Regions from separate parts of the Mus musculus genome. Here regions 2, 3, 4 and 5 are each linked to region 1. A link is a contact called in public Hi-C, HiCAR-type, HiChIP or PLAC-seq and promoter capture Hi-C data. All regions are on one chromosome and are shown on one strand. The core of a region is the stretch at or near the end of the contact, and the rest is flanking DNA. Distances in the headings are between cores, read along the strand shown.

Evidence for each region. Promoter capture Hi-C pulls out the DNA fragments that hold promoters and counts their contacts. A called contact is a pair of places that touch in the nucleus more often than the background predicts. HiCAR-type assays count read pairs that join an accessible place to other places. HiChIP or PLAC-seq counts read pairs in DNA pulled down with a chosen protein or histone mark.
Region 2: an H3K27ac HiChIP or PLAC-seq map of extraembryonic endoderm stem cells shows a contact between it and region 1, with 15 times the contacts expected there. The contact joins the enhancer-like site here to the promoter of Zfp639 in region 1. A contact is called at or near these places in 1 of 39 promoter capture datasets (cranial neural crest), 4 of 115 datasets of contacts at active chromatin or transcription factors (embryonic stem cells, extraembryonic endoderm stem cells, large pre-B cells and 1 more) and 2 of 9 other capture datasets (adipose tissue and liver).
Region 3: a contact with region 1 is called in a Hi-C map of cortical neurons, with 3 times the contacts expected there. The contact joins the promoter of Slc7a14 here to the promoter of Zfp639 in region 1. A contact is called at or near these places in 1 of 39 promoter capture datasets (hippocampal neurons) and 1 of 484 Hi-C or Micro-C datasets (cortical neurons).
Region 4: a contact with region 1 is called in a HiCAR-type map of astrocytes, with 6 times the contacts expected there. The contact joins the promoter of Sec62 here to the promoter of Zfp639 in region 1. A contact is called at or near these places in 3 of 39 promoter capture datasets (cranial neural crest, hippocampal neurons and pre-B cells), 3 of 484 Hi-C or Micro-C datasets (CD4 T cells and CD8 T cells), 4 of 115 datasets of contacts at active chromatin or transcription factors (the 230-238 cell line, astrocytes, large pre-B cells and 1 more) and 2 of 9 other capture datasets (adipose tissue and liver).
Region 5: a promoter capture Hi-C map of liver shows a contact between it and region 1, with 3 times the contacts expected there. The contact joins the enhancer-like site here to the promoter of Zfp639 in region 1. A contact is called at or near these places in 3 of 39 promoter capture datasets (hippocampal neurons, liver and pre-B cells), 1 of 484 Hi-C or Micro-C datasets (liver), 1 of 115 datasets of contacts at active chromatin or transcription factors (astrocytes) and 2 of 9 other capture datasets (adipose tissue and liver).

What each region holds. Positions count from the first base shown.
Region 1 is chr3:32,509,297-32,511,996 of GRCm38.p6, forward strand. It overlaps Zfp639 (zinc finger protein 639), which reads left to right and starts at 1,296. Exons shown (of 7, transcript NM_144519.4): 1 at 1,296-1,436.
Region 2 is chr3:31,021,643-31,024,342 of GRCm38.p6, forward strand. The region is part of intron 2 of Prkci (protein kinase C, iota); the gene reads left to right. Among named protein-coding and RNA genes, the nearest start is that of Mir7008, 16 kb to the right of the region's middle. Within about 2 kb of position 1,434, at least 161 of the 459 cell types and tissues checked have an H3K27ac peak or open chromatin away from gene starts, as enhancers often do. A contact at or near this core is called in extraembryonic endoderm stem cells and stem cell-derived neural progenitor cells, where this site is marked.
Region 3 is chr3:31,308,920-31,311,619 of GRCm38.p6, forward strand. It overlaps Slc7a14 (solute carrier family 7 (cationic amino acid transporter, y+ system), member 14), which reads right to left and starts at 1,400. Exons shown (of 8, transcript NM_172861.3): 1 at 1,252-1,400. It overlaps Gm15496 (a long non-coding RNA gene), which reads left to right. Exons shown (of 3, transcript XR_880740.3): 1 at 1-379; 2 at 2,055-2,120.
Region 4 is chr3:30,791,438-30,794,137 of GRCm38.p6, forward strand. Sec62 (SEC62 homolog (S. cerevisiae)) reads left to right here and starts at 1,439. Exons shown (of 8, transcript NM_027016.2): 1 at 1,439-1,946. The coding sequence starts at 1,911.
Region 5 is chr3:30,811,848-30,814,547 of GRCm38.p6, forward strand. Sec62 (SEC62 homolog (S. cerevisiae)) reads left to right here. Exons shown (of 8, transcript NM_027016.2): 6 at 449-509; 7 at 2,387-2,506. Among named protein-coding and RNA genes, the nearest start is that of Sec62, 20 kb to the left of the region's middle. Within about 2 kb of position 1,259, at least 18 of the 459 cell types and tissues checked have an H3K27ac peak or open chromatin away from gene starts, as enhancers often do. A contact at or near this core is called in liver, where this site is marked.

The DNA of each region.
Region 1 (2,700 bases), core at 46-2,545:
TTAGCTATTCACGTACAATTAGTTGAACCTTAAGGGCTTTAGTTACAAAACCGAGAAACACTCACAAATTGTACTGAAACCTCTTTAACTCTCACCCAGATTAGGGGGTTGGGGTGGGGCAGCTCAGTGGATGAGAGCTAGGATTATATTTAAAAATGTTTTAAAATATATATATTTTATTTTTATCTGTATGAGTGTTTTGCCTGAATGTATGTCTGTGCACCACTTGTGTTCCTGGCGCCCATGGAAGCCAGAAGGCTTCAGGCGACCTAGAACTGGATTTACACGTGAGCTCAGACGTGAACCTCATTGTGGGTGTTGGGAATAAAACCTGAATCCCCTAGTGGAAGAGCCAGTTTTCTTAACAGCTGAGCCATCTCTCCAGCCCCTGGACTCCATTCTTAACACTGAAGGAGGAGCGAGAAAGAAAACACACAGCCGCACTCTGGACTGTTGCTTGTAACGCTGAGGGCTCACACCTCAGCACTCACCCTGCCAAGCACAGACAACCACCGAAATCTACTGTCAGCCCGAGGGATAATTCAAAAACAATGTTCACAGTTATTTATGCTCATCTAATTTAATCCTTTGCTTATTGACGGTCAAGGTACGAAAAGGATTTAAATGACAGAATGCAATCCTTTGTGATAACCTCGGTTCACTCCATCAGGTCTTCTTTTTAGGATTTATTTATTTTTGTATTTAGGTGGGGGGATGGGGAGGTGTGTATGCCTGCGGAGGCTTCACATCCCTTGCTGTTGAGTTACAGTAAAGGCGTTTGTGAACTATCATGTGCATGCTTTCTCTAGAAGAGAAATAAAACTCTCTTAACTGGGGGGAGCCATTTTTTCAGCTCTCCCTTCTCTAACTCCACCTCCAATCTCCCAAGACTTCAAGAACCCAGGGTGTGGTCTGAGGACCCATCTCGAGTCACATCGCGTTTTTTCTCGGCCCTGGACTTATCTAGCCCGGATGTTGGGATTTGAGGACAACCACCATGCGTGAAACACTAATGATCCTGAAGACCCTGAGGATCGATCACTGCGGCCTTCCAGGAAACCGATGAGTGGGACAGCGCTGACCTCAGGGGGGAAGGTGGCACGGCCCGGATGTGCCCGTAGGGGACGCTAGACAGCACTGCTAGTCTCTCCTTGTCCTGCTGTTAGGCCCCGCCCTTAGCATGAAGCCACGCCCCCTCCATGCTCAGGCCACGCCCTCATCCTTAGGGTTCCCGCCCCCCGTCCCCCATCTTTACTCTCGCGGCCCGCTGTGGCGCATGCGCGGGGTGACGGGGTGAGTGCTGCTGGGCCTGGCGGGCAGGGAAGGGCAGGGCCGGGGAGGGCGCGGGCGGCTGGGCAGGGCGCGGGCGGTGGCCCGGCAGCCCCCTCCGTCCCATCATCCGGGCGTGTCTCGCCGGAGCTGCGCTGCTACGTGAGGTGAGGGCCGGCCTCCGGGGCCTGCGTGCCAAGCGAGGGCCGCGGGGCGAGCGGGGCCTGCCCGGCCCGGTGCGTGTCGGCCGCTCGGGTGGACTCGGCGGCGGGGGGGCCTATGCCGGCCTGCAGGAGGCTGCTCCCGCGGGAGACGCTGGAGTCCAGCGGGGACCCGGCCCTGAGTCCTCACGGACAGAGGCTCCCAGGAGAGGCCAATCAGACCAGCGCTCTTCGAATTCCTGTAATCTGTGACAGGGACTTGTGTAGCCTAGGCTAGCCGGAAAGGCGTGTGCCACCACGCCGGGCTTCAATTAGAACGGGAAAATTCTCTTTCTGTTTGAAAATGTACGTGCTTATTGCGTGTATGCATGCGCACGTGTGCCATGGCGCAAGTGTAGAGGTCAGAGGACAACTTTCCAAGAGGCTGTTCTTCCCACCTTGCGGGTTCCAGGGAAGACACCCAGGTCGTCTGGCTTAGCTGTAAGCGCCTTCTGAGCCCTGGAAATATTTTTTGTTTGTTTGTTTTAATGGAGGTGAAAAAATAAAGTGTTATAAACGTCTTCAAAACGCAACGACCCAGTCTCAAAAAATTCGGTGCTGGGTGCTGGAGAGAACACCCAGTTGGAGTAGGTTCATGATTGCCTCCAGATCAGACACCATCTCGGACTACACATGCGCGCGAAAACAGCCTTTTAAAAATATGTCTTGGTGCGGGGCAGTGGTGGCGCACACCTTTAAACCCAGCACTTGGGAGGCAGAGGCAGACGGATTTCTGAGTTCAAGGCCAGCCTGATCTACAGAGTGAGTTCCAGGACAGCTGGGCTACACAGAGAAACTCTGTCTCGAAAAAAACAAACAAAAAAAGTGTCTAGGCATTGTGTGAAGACATCCGAGGTTTCATGAGAAACCTTTGAAAAGGTTTGTCTATGGGAAGCACTATTAAGTGTTGTGAAGGTTCCAGGTGCCAAGATGCCTCTGTGTGGGTGATGTGTTTGTTTTGTTTTTAGGACACAAGAGACTTTATGTGTAATCTTGCCTCAGCCTCCTGAGTGCTGGGATGTCAGCTGTGAGCCACTGAGCTCTGCTGTTGATGTGGAAGAGGGCAGTTGGGCCTTTTTAAAATGGGATTTTTTTTTCTGTCTTCAATGTTATCTCAAAAAGTGGAGAGCAAGCCAGTAGTGTTGTATGCCTTTAACAACAAATTGCCTAACCCCAAACATAAATATAAATTCAGAATTAGCACATCCCGTCTATTAATTTTTTTTTCAAA
Region 2 (2,700 bases), core at 184-2,683, 1.5 Mb before region 1:
AATGTGTGTGGTGTCTGTGCAGGGGTAAGTTAATGTATGGTTAACTAACAGGTTGAATGTGTGTGGTGTCTGTGCAGGAGTAAGTTAATGTATGATTAACTCACCGTCTTCTCACAAACCCCCTCAGAGCCTAGCTCATCATGACATTAGGTCCACAGTCCAAAGATGGTCATCTAATCCTGTGTCTTGCCCATCTATGGTTTGGGTTCCTTGACTGCCTCTCTGCTAGTTCTAAAGATCCATGAAATGGTGACAGGATAGTAAACTAGAGACAGGAGTAGTATAGTAGCTACCCCTAGTCACCAAGAGGGGAAGGTTCTGGTTCTGAACTATAATAGAATGTATTGTCATTCCCTCAGGAAAGCTCACTGCTACTCTCTGGGATTGGATCCCATGACTCTTAACATTGATGCTCTGATTCATCCTTCTCTCTTCCTAGGCTCTGTTTTGTAGTTCACTAATTTGCCTAGATTCTCTCCCACAGTTGAAAGACATAGCTCTTCATTTTGAACATTGTAGACCACCTGTGTATGGAGTTGTAACTGTTCATTGGACAAAAGCCATACTCACATCAGACTCTTCTAGACAAGGACTACATGTGTCTGAGGTTTGGGGACTAGAGAAATGGCTCATCAGTTGAGGGCACTGGCTACCTTACAGAGGACCCAGGTTTAATTCCCAGCACCTTCATGACATCTCACAACTATCTGTAACTACAGTTCCAGGGGATCTGACACTTTGACATATGCACATTCAAGAAGACACCACACCAATGCATATAAAAATAAAAATAAATTATTTTACAAAAAGAAAAGCCATTTGCTACTTTGGCCCTTCTGCCCAGTCTTCTGATCTTTGTATTTGCAGCCACTGATTCTGTAGATGCGTTTTCTGTTTGCTGTATTGCCTTCAGTGAGTGTCACCACACTCGCTCATTCATTTTGTCTATTGTCCGAACCGTTTTCTCTGTCTTCTGGCCTTCACAAGCAGTCCGTGGCTGCCATCTTCTGCCTTTCATGAAATAGAAAAGGCCACGTAAGTCTTCTTTTTGTGCCAGTTCTGGTTAGGTTTTCTATTTCTGTGCAACTTACCTTATAACTTAGTGATTCGAAAACTGACTTTCACAGTTCTGTGACTTATCAGAGCTAATGTTATAAATGTCCACAGAACATAAAAGGGAGTGAGGACTTGGCAGCTGAGTTGGAGAAAAGAACAGACACTGTTTTCTTTGAGACCATGTAGATAGGAAATGGTTTCTCTCAAGTAGTAAGCTGGGTTCTGTGCACTGTGTAATTGAAGATTAGTCAGAGCCAGTGGCATGTAGCATGCAGGAATGTGTCATAAAACCACAGGAATGAGCACCAGAGTAGCAGAGGGGAGGATCCAGTTCAAGCCCAGCTTTGCTCTAAGTGACTTGTTCATTGAGGAATGCACCTCGGATTTCCAGGGATCACTCTGCACTTCGCCTGCTTAGTTGAGAGAGGTGTGTCCTCCTCCCCTTCTGTGTGTGTAACTAAAATTCACCACTTACATTTAAGAGTAGCTGGAGCTGGTGTCCAGCCCTAGGTAGGACATCCTTCCCACCAAAGGCTCGGAACACGTCAGAGGAGGGGCATCTCAGAGGAGGGCTTCAAAGAATGTGAGAGATGCAGGAAGGCGAGGAATGCAACGCTGCCTTTGGGCTGTGCTGTGGCCTCTGCAGCCGAGGACTCACTGCAGCTGTGACCAGTGCAGGGAGGTCAGTCATCATCCCAGCAGAGAGGGCTCAGTGGGCAGCTGTGAACAAAGAAAGAGGCAGAAGGGGAGAAAGGCTCGTGGGGTGCTTCAGAGGAGTGGGAGGGAAAGTGGAGCTGGGGTATACATCATCAGGACGCATTGTTTCTATCTATGCAGTTGTCAAAGAGTAAAAGATGCTTTGTTTAAAGAGAGAAGAGAAACAAAAAGAAGGTGATGGAGAGGTGGGTGAGCAGTGAAGAACACTTGCTGTTCTTTTTGCAAAGGACCCAGGTTCAAATCCCAGCACCCACAAGGTACCTTACAACTGTCTGGAACTCTAGTTCCAGGGGATCTGATGCCTTCTGACCTGCCATAGACACACACACACAGTGCACAGACATATCTGCTAGCAAATATTTGTCAAATAAATCTAAAAAAAATTTTTAGTAGCTCAAGCTAGACTATTCTTAGTCCAGAGTACTTTAGTGGTTTCTTTCTTGTGACTTAATTGACCAAGGTTGTAATATGATACAATATCCATTACAGTCACTGCCTGTGTTAGGGTCCAAGAATCACCAAGGAATGATAACCCAGACTCAAATAGTATGCAAAAGCAAAGAGCATTTTTTTTCCAGCGGAATTTCCTGCATGCAGGGGTCTTTTCATTCAGGAATAGAGACACCGAGTGGGCTCGCAGGCCCAGCTTTTATTGTCAAGGGAATTCCAGTGTGTGTGTGTGTGTGTGTGTGTGTGTGTGTGTGTGTGTGTGTGGTATGTGCCCCTTTACCGTGATTGGTTAGCTCTACTCTAGGGATCCTTCAGGCCAAAGGACAAGGTGTCCTCAGATTGGCTGCCCATGGCTGCGGTTGGCTGACCACAGGTTCCTGGATCCCAGTTCTGTTTGTGGGAAACACAAACTTAGGCCTAGTCTCCCAAACTGTTTGCAGCCTGTCATGGAGTCAGCCTGGCTCTGGCTCAGTCCTC
Region 3 (2,700 bases), core at 150-2,649, 1.2 Mb before region 1:
ATACTCGCTTGTTTTCTTGGTAAACACGAGACAATGCCCTTTAGGTGTTAGATCTCAACTGCAGGGAAAGCTGACCAGCCAGCACGGATCCCACCAGTCCCCAGGTATTTACCGCGCAGCAGACAACTTTCAGCACCCCGGACAGCGGCACACCATCCCAACTCTAGCCAGCTCTTCAACCTGTCCCCAGCTCTCAGAGGCAGATTATCCCTGCAACCCTTAGTTACTCTGGCCAGTTACTGCCTCTGCCACGCAGGCGAACATCCTTTGAGTCTCTCAACTCAAGCTCTCAATGAACCGAGTTTCGCACACGTAGCGGAATCACTATCAAGAAGAGACGACAGCCTGTGCTGCTTCCACCTTCCCTCATCTTTCTTCTGTAAGTCATTTGACAGCTTCTACCTTACAGTTTGATCATGATGTAAAATGCACACTTGGCGGGGGAGGAGGGTGACTCAGTGGAGACAGAAGGCTTGGGGCCACGCCACCCTACTCTGGCCCTCAGAATTTGTGGGAAACTGAGATGTGTTTTGGGGCTGGGAAAAAGGCCCCAAAGAGGCGAAGCAGTGCGTGCGAGAGTCCTCTCGAGAGCCGCGGGCTCCGGGCAGGAACCTACCCAGATAGCTCTCCCGTCACATCCTCCTCACTGCACGGTCTCCCGCTTGGCCGGGGACAGATGGTCCTCGTGGCGCACCAGCCTAGTCGGGGCGCAGGGCTCCATTGGAGTCCCTTTGAAGAGTTTTGCTCTGGTTAAAGGACAGATTCATGTCCCCGCCTTCCTCTGGGACTGCGGCCCGGAAAACACCTCTCCTTTTTCCAAGGGCTCAATCCCAGGCCAAGAGCCCAGTTGCCCCCGTCAGGTGCGTGGATAGGCTTGGAGGACAGGACGGGCCCCGCGACTGCGGAGACCTGGGAGGCCCACACTGTCATCCCCAGCATCTTAGCCTCTCGCTCCCGCCGCAGCGGAGGCTGCGCCAGCCCGCGCTCCGCCTGCCGGCTCCCGCGAGTCCCCTCATCGAGGATGCTACCGGGGGACCCATTCCCAGTGGAAGCCCGCGCGACCCTGACCTCGCTCCTTGGTCTTTCCAGAGATCCCCTTCCCGTAGGTCGCCCTCAACCTCCGCGCCATGTTCCCGCTTCCACCCTGCAGGTGTCTGGGGCTCCCTGGTTCATCTTAGTCTCCGGGGTCCAGCTGGGAAGCCCGGGGCCGCGCTGGGGGCACAGACTGTGGTGAAGAGGGCATCCACTCACCAGAGGGGCTGGAGGTGATGGCCTGAACTGGATGCTAATGTCCGGCGGTCTGCACTTAGAGCTGAGATGAGGGCGGTGGTAGTGATAAAGGAAGGCAGGAGACAGCGGACGTTGCTGAATCGCTCTTCAATTATTCAGATTGAAACCCCTCCGCACCCCTCCCGCGCCTGCCAGTTTGCTCTCCAGCTTGCCTATCTCCGCCTCCTTGTAATCACGTGGCTAACCCAGCCCTTTCCATTACCGAGTCCTAGCACCACTCCCGCCGCCCCTTCCCGCACCCCCCCGCCCCCCCACCCCGCCCCCCGGGTCTGTCACTCACTACACCTCACCCGCCTTCCAGGTGCGGCCTCCAGCCTCTGCTACCTTTCTGGTGCTTGGAGCAGAGGAGCCCGGGCAGTTCTATGCTCTGGGAAGGCAGGGTGGGGTAGGACTCTGCAGTGTCGCTGTACTGTTTGGGCTGGCTTCTGCCAACAGCTCCACCTCTCCTGGATTCAGCTACCCAGCCAGGCCTGCTTCCTGCTCGCTGGAAGCTACCCCACTACCTCCTTGAGGTGGTCTTGGTACTCTTAACTTTTCCCCCTCCACCTCACTGTCACTGTAAACAAGGGATGGGGAGGTTAGTCTCTCTCTCAGCTCTCAAAGAAGACAAGACCAAAAGCTCAAATAGATCCAGCTTAGTTTAGAGTCCACAACATTTCATGGATTTGAGGTTTCTGAAGATCTACAAGGATTTTCAATCTATGACTTGTAGCATTTAACGTCTTGCTTTTTCTTCCCTTGTCTGTGAAATGAACATCTCCTAGGACTGTAGAGAGAGTTGACATGCTCTTGAAGTTGCCTAACTCAGTGCTAGACACACGCAGAGATCGGTAAGTGAGAGTCTTTCTCTTGCCTCTATTAAAATAATAATACATTTCAGAAAACAAGAAGCATGTTATTTATGTATGTGTTAGTGGAATGGAGCTGATGCCATGTAAACCTCTTCTATGAGAAATAAAAGTTACTAAGTTTGTTGTGTTCAGGGAGATTACTGGCTGGCTGCTGTCTTTTCACGTAGGGCAAGTTCACATCTAAGTACGTCCAATCATGGCCCGGACAGTCCTGGTACATTCACCATTCATGCTCAACACTCCCTTGAGCCTACAGGAGCCTTGGTGAGCCATCACTATGACTTAAGCCTTTAACTAGTTGTTCATAGTATTTCTGACTTCTTTGGATGCCCACAAAGCTGTGAGATGTTGCAGAAAAAGGGTAAGGTTAAAGAGTCAGAATTTGGGATGTTGAAGCAGGCTGTTCAGGGGACACATGTAATCCTTGACTGATCGCCTGAGGCCTCGGAGTTTTATCTTAAAAATGGGCAGAGAATGTCTACTCTCTGAGACAGTTTTGTTGTTCAGATGAACTAATCGTTAGCCTATGAGAAGCTATAGTGGTAAAGCATAAACAAAT
Region 4 (2,700 bases), core at 189-2,688, 1.7 Mb before region 1:
TGGTAAAAAGTTCGTCACAAGTTTACTCATAAATTCAAATCATAAATTGAAATAGAAGTTTACAGCAGAGAATGTTTACATGTATATCCATTAGGAGTAATTACCTGGCTAAACATTCATCCCCTGTCACAACTCTACAGGGTCACAGAGAGTTAAAAAACATAACCAAGTTACTAGTGAAGTTTTGTATAGATAAACCCAGTCAACATTGTATCTTCTGTCCTAGCACCTATAATATAATCGTAGTTCCCTTTTTATGACTTTTGGTTAATGGTTTTACAACCTTTTGGAATGTGCTCTGAGTAGTAGAGGCAATTAACTGGTGACAGAGACTGGCAGAGTTCTCATTGCAGTTTTGACAGCTTAATACATACTGGTACAATTTTAGGAATCCTTACAGGATCATCATTAAGAATTAAGTCATCCATTTGTCTATATAGCATCCCTACAAGACAGTACATCTCTGTAGATCTGCAACTGCAGAGATCTGCTCAAAGAGGTAGGCTAATACCTAGTGATTGTTATATATGTTTAATAATAACAGGAGAAGCATATTAATAGTAGGAATCTTTCCTAAAATTATTTTCTCCTGGGCTTTGCCTATGGGAGCAAATCTGTCACGGATTATGTTAATCTGAGGCACACAATCTCAGGGAGATCATCTGCTAGCTATTAGCTTGTCCTGACAATCATCTGGGTAGGAAAGGCTAGAGAAAACAAGATATTGTATGTTCCAAGTTTTGTGTTAATACGTAAGAATTATTAGTTCTCCCCTGCTTCCTGACAGCAGAGCCAAATTACAGATCTCTTGAGAGTAGAATTGCATAGTTAAAAACAAAAACCACCAACCTTCAGCTATCTTAGTATATAAATGATCAGGCATCAAAGTACTGAGCTTTGCTTCAACTACATATTATTATGTCAGATATATGAAATAGAAAACTTTAAGGATTTTGAAATTAAGTTTACAATGCAAAACTGAAAAAAAAAACCACAACAACAAACAGGCTACCAGGTTCCATGATGTTTGGGGGGGAACAGAGAAGACTTATAAATTCAACATACACACACATCCCATGTACACGCAAAGTGGATATAAAGGACAAAAGAAATTTAAAATGATTAACTGACTCAAGGGATAGAATTAAACTTTATTGGTTTTATCTTTTCTGCATTTTTTCAACTTTCTTACAGCCACAATGTCATCAGAACTTGTACCTAAGCACTTAACTACCCATGTCTTTGGTCTAGAAAGTTCTGGAATAATAGTCATATAGCAGGTCGTCAGAATAGTCATATAGAAGTGGCCTGCAGTCTACTGCATCCCAACTAGTCTTGCTCCTTTCCACCTTAACTTCCCTGGGCTCATCCAGCCTTCTGGAGTCTAAGGATGGGTTGTGAGGTGTCACGTGAGGAGCGGACATTCCAAGGCTTTGGGGACGAGCTGTGTTTAATGGAGTCAGACTCTGAAGTTGTTTTCCACCTTTTAAGGGGAACTTGGCGGGACTGAAGTGGGGTGCCACGGGGCTCGCTGGGGCAGGAAGCGCCACAGGTGACGCTGTGCGCCCCGGTGGTCCCGGCGGCGTCAGCGACTCTGAGGGGCGGGGCCCGGGGATCTGTGTTTACACGCCAGCCAGGTGACTCGGGCGTTCAGTCAGGGCTGAGAGCCGACGCGACTTGCCAGCCTCCAGCGCTCTGACTCACGTGGCGCCGGCCTCCGGGACCAGAAGCAGAAGCAGCCCGCGTCGTCCGCCACCGCACGGACGGCGGGAAGACCACGGAGGCCGCCCCCAGCCCAGAGCCCGCGGCGGGTTACATAACGGGCCGCGAGCCGCCGCGCTCTCGCGAGATCTCAGCCGCCCCCTCCCCGACTCGCTCCACGTCAGAAGGAACCGGGCGGAGCGGCCAACATGGCGGAACGCAGGCGACACAAGAAGCGGATCCAGGTAGCTCGGCGGGGCCGTGGGACCGGGGACGGGCTCGGGCGCGCTGGGACGAGGAGGGACAGGGGGAGACGTCCCGAGCGGCCGGACGCCCGGAGGCCGTCTCCGCGGGGTCGCGGCGCCGGGATGGTCTCGAGGCGGGACGGTGTTAGCGGCCGCTCGGCCGAGGGCTCTGTGGTGCGTCCGGGGAAGGAAGGAGGGAGGGAGGCGCGGCGCTCGAATCCCGCGTCCGGCCCCGCGTTCCTGCGGCGGAGGGCTCGGGCCTGCGCGGGGAGCGCGGACGCCAGGCGCCGGCCGGCCTCCCTCCCTCCTCCGTGTCTCCCTGGCGTCCCGATATTAAGGCCACGGTAGCTGGGGTGGAAGGAGGGCTGACCTGCGGCACCGCCGCCGGTTCTTTGTGCTTGCAGACGGTCGGTCGGTCAGCTGGCCCCGGGCCGCCCGGCCCCAGGGCTCCTTCCAGATGTTAAGCGGCGTGTGCCCTCCATTCCCCTCCCAATGGCTCTTTTAACCGAATAGCCGGGCTTGAACCTTGCCGGCTTTCTTCCAGGCGACACGATGTAAACAAACCCTGCCCGGTCAGTGCTGCAATGGGCTGGTGGCACCCAGAAACCTTCCACATGCCAGCTTGTCAGCCTCACGCCCTACATACTGTGCCTCCCTCATCCCTTATGAATGTCACCTGAGCATCTCTTCCCCGCAGTTTTCGCCCTGTTGGGTGTCCTTTGTTCGATGCACCTTAAACATGGATGTGAGCGCC
Region 5 (2,700 bases), core at 9-2,508, 1.7 Mb before region 1:
TCAGTTCAAGGCTAGCCAGGGCTGTTATATAAAGAAACTCCATCTAAAAAGGGTGGGGGGATGTTAGAGGGTTGGGGTTTTTTGTTTTGTTTTTGTTGTTGTTCTTAAAGTGGTTACTAGCAAAACTAATGTTTTAAAATCTGATTCCCAAGAAAAATATAAACAGTAAAACAGGTTTATTCAGAACCCCAAGTGTTAGAAAAATACAAATTAATCAGAAAAAAATAAAGGGACTTGTTCAAAATATACTAAGAAATGGAAAAATACTGTAATTTAGAGAAGCTAGAGCTAGGAATACCGGTCTTTTAATGGCTGAGTGTAGTCTTAATTGGAAAGGGAGAGTTTAGAGTGTTCAGAGATGGAGACTGGGGAACTGCAGTAGAGAAGTAAACTTATTACTAATGTGACCTTAGAACTTTTAAGCATTGAGGTTTCTTGATTCTTCTAGGTTTTTGTGTGGATCTATGACCCAGTTCACATTAAAACATTTGTCATGGGATTAATTCTTGGTAAGTAGGAGAATATAAGTAGCTTTTTAGTATACTCTAAACTTTAGAGGACAAATGCAGGGCCTCAAAAAATACTTTTAAATTTAAAACAAAGTAAGAACTCTTTAAGAGGATATTTTAAATAAAGTTAGAAGATAAGTAACAAACTCAAATTATTTGCAGCAGCTAAATCATTTTTAAGGTATTAACATGGTAGAACAAGATAAATGTAGCTCACAGGAAAACACACCGACCATTCACCTGGTTAAGGATAAATCAGATACAGAGTGAAGTAACAAAGATTAAGATTTCAGAAATTGACACTGAAGTCCTGGGGTGGAGGGAACACTCCAACAATTGATGATGGTGCCTTCCTTTTTCTTTCTTTCCAGCAGGCAGTTTGGCAGTGCCTTCACATTGTAGGTGCTAGCACACCGCTCCTGTAAATCCTGTAGGGTTTCCCTTATGTTCCTTTTCATGGACACAGCCAAACAAAGCAATATTCAAATTTTAAATGCTTGTATCTTTTGGCCTACCAATTCCATTGAAAGGAATTCATTGTTATGGCTTTTTGAGTGTCATTAGTTTTTGTTTATTGTTAGTGTCTGGGATCAAACCCAGGGTCTTACACGTGCTAGACAAGCACTTCACCACTGAGCTCCATCCCCAGTCTAGAAGTCAGTCTGTTACATAATCCCAGTCATATGATGTCCATGTGCGAGTAGACTTGCAGGAGGATTGTCTCTTATCATGTAAAACTGAAAGTAGTCCCCACTCCTTGGGAGGAGAGTAAACATTGGCAGTGTAAGAGAACAGCATGCAGCCTTTGAGATAGGAAAAGAGAGCTGCCAGAGCGGAAGTTGCATACTTTCCTCTAGTTAGAAAAGGGTATTTGTCACTAATCTGTATTGTAAGTGAGCAGTCTCTGGGAATAGGATAAGCTTTATAGTGTTTACCGCTGAACAGTGGGACAAAAACTCGATGATTCCATCTTCACCATAGCCTTTGACTCGTTGTTTATATTGTGATCAAACTTGTGTATATATATATATATTTTTAATTTGGGGGACAAAAATGGGTGGGAAAGAATAATTGAACAGATAGCAAAAACATACTATCTAAAATATGATTGGTTAATAAGATATTTTAGGATCCCATTTAGAGAAACTTATAGTAAGAGTTAAAACTTAGTTAAACTCAAAAGGCTCATGCTGTGGATTGCTTCCAGTGTGGTAGTCACTTTGTCATAAAATCCTTGTGACGTCTCATTCCAGCAAGAACAGGCACTTATCAAGATAAGGTAAATTAACTTTGGAAGGGTTACTTAGCTAACGTGTGGTAGAGCAAGAGTCCTGTTCTTAATGATAAAGACTTAAAAGACTTAATAACCAGTCTTCTCATTTAACAGTTTTCCAAGAGGCCCTACCATAAGTGCAAAAAACAAACAAACAAGCAAACAAACAAAAAATCCTAGAGATGCTTATATAATTTCCCCAACCACTCTGACCTTTTTTTTAAAAAAAAGCTTTGTGAATCTGATTTCCCTGGAGTGGGAGGTGGGGTGTTCTTTGGTTTTGTTTTGATCTAGGTTTCCCTACTCCTAATATTAAAATAATATTAGCTTCAAAATGACAGTAGTTGGTCATTTAAGGAGTAGTTTTAATTTCTAGATAGTATTTTTTATAATTAAATGTAATTTAGGTTTAAAAAATGCTAACCTAGTTTAAGAACAGTATAAAATGTTATGTTAAATCACATGAAATTGCTGATAATTCATTATTCCTATACAAATGTTACTTTTTTGTCTCCATTTTCAAGAATATGTTCACTGTTGATTGTAATGAGGCCATTAAAGAATTTATTCTAAAAGTTACTCTGTAACTCTGTCATTTCTCCAGTGATTGCAGTAATAGCAGCCACCCTCTTCCCTCTCTGGCCAGCAGAAATGAGAGTAGGTGTTTATTACCTCAGTGTGGGCGCAGGCTGTTTTGTAGCCAGCATTCTTCTCCTTGCTATTGGTAAGTCTTAATAGTGATACTGATCTTGGTATAAGGTAGGTATTTGCATGTAGACTTTTTCCTGGAGCTCCAGTGTAGCTAAACAGCAGAATTAATGCATATAAGTCAAGAAGTGTGCCGTCCTCCTCAGACAAATCAAGAGTTCAGACATGACTCCGTTGGCGCTGATCTGGAATCTGCTCTAGCTTTTCAAA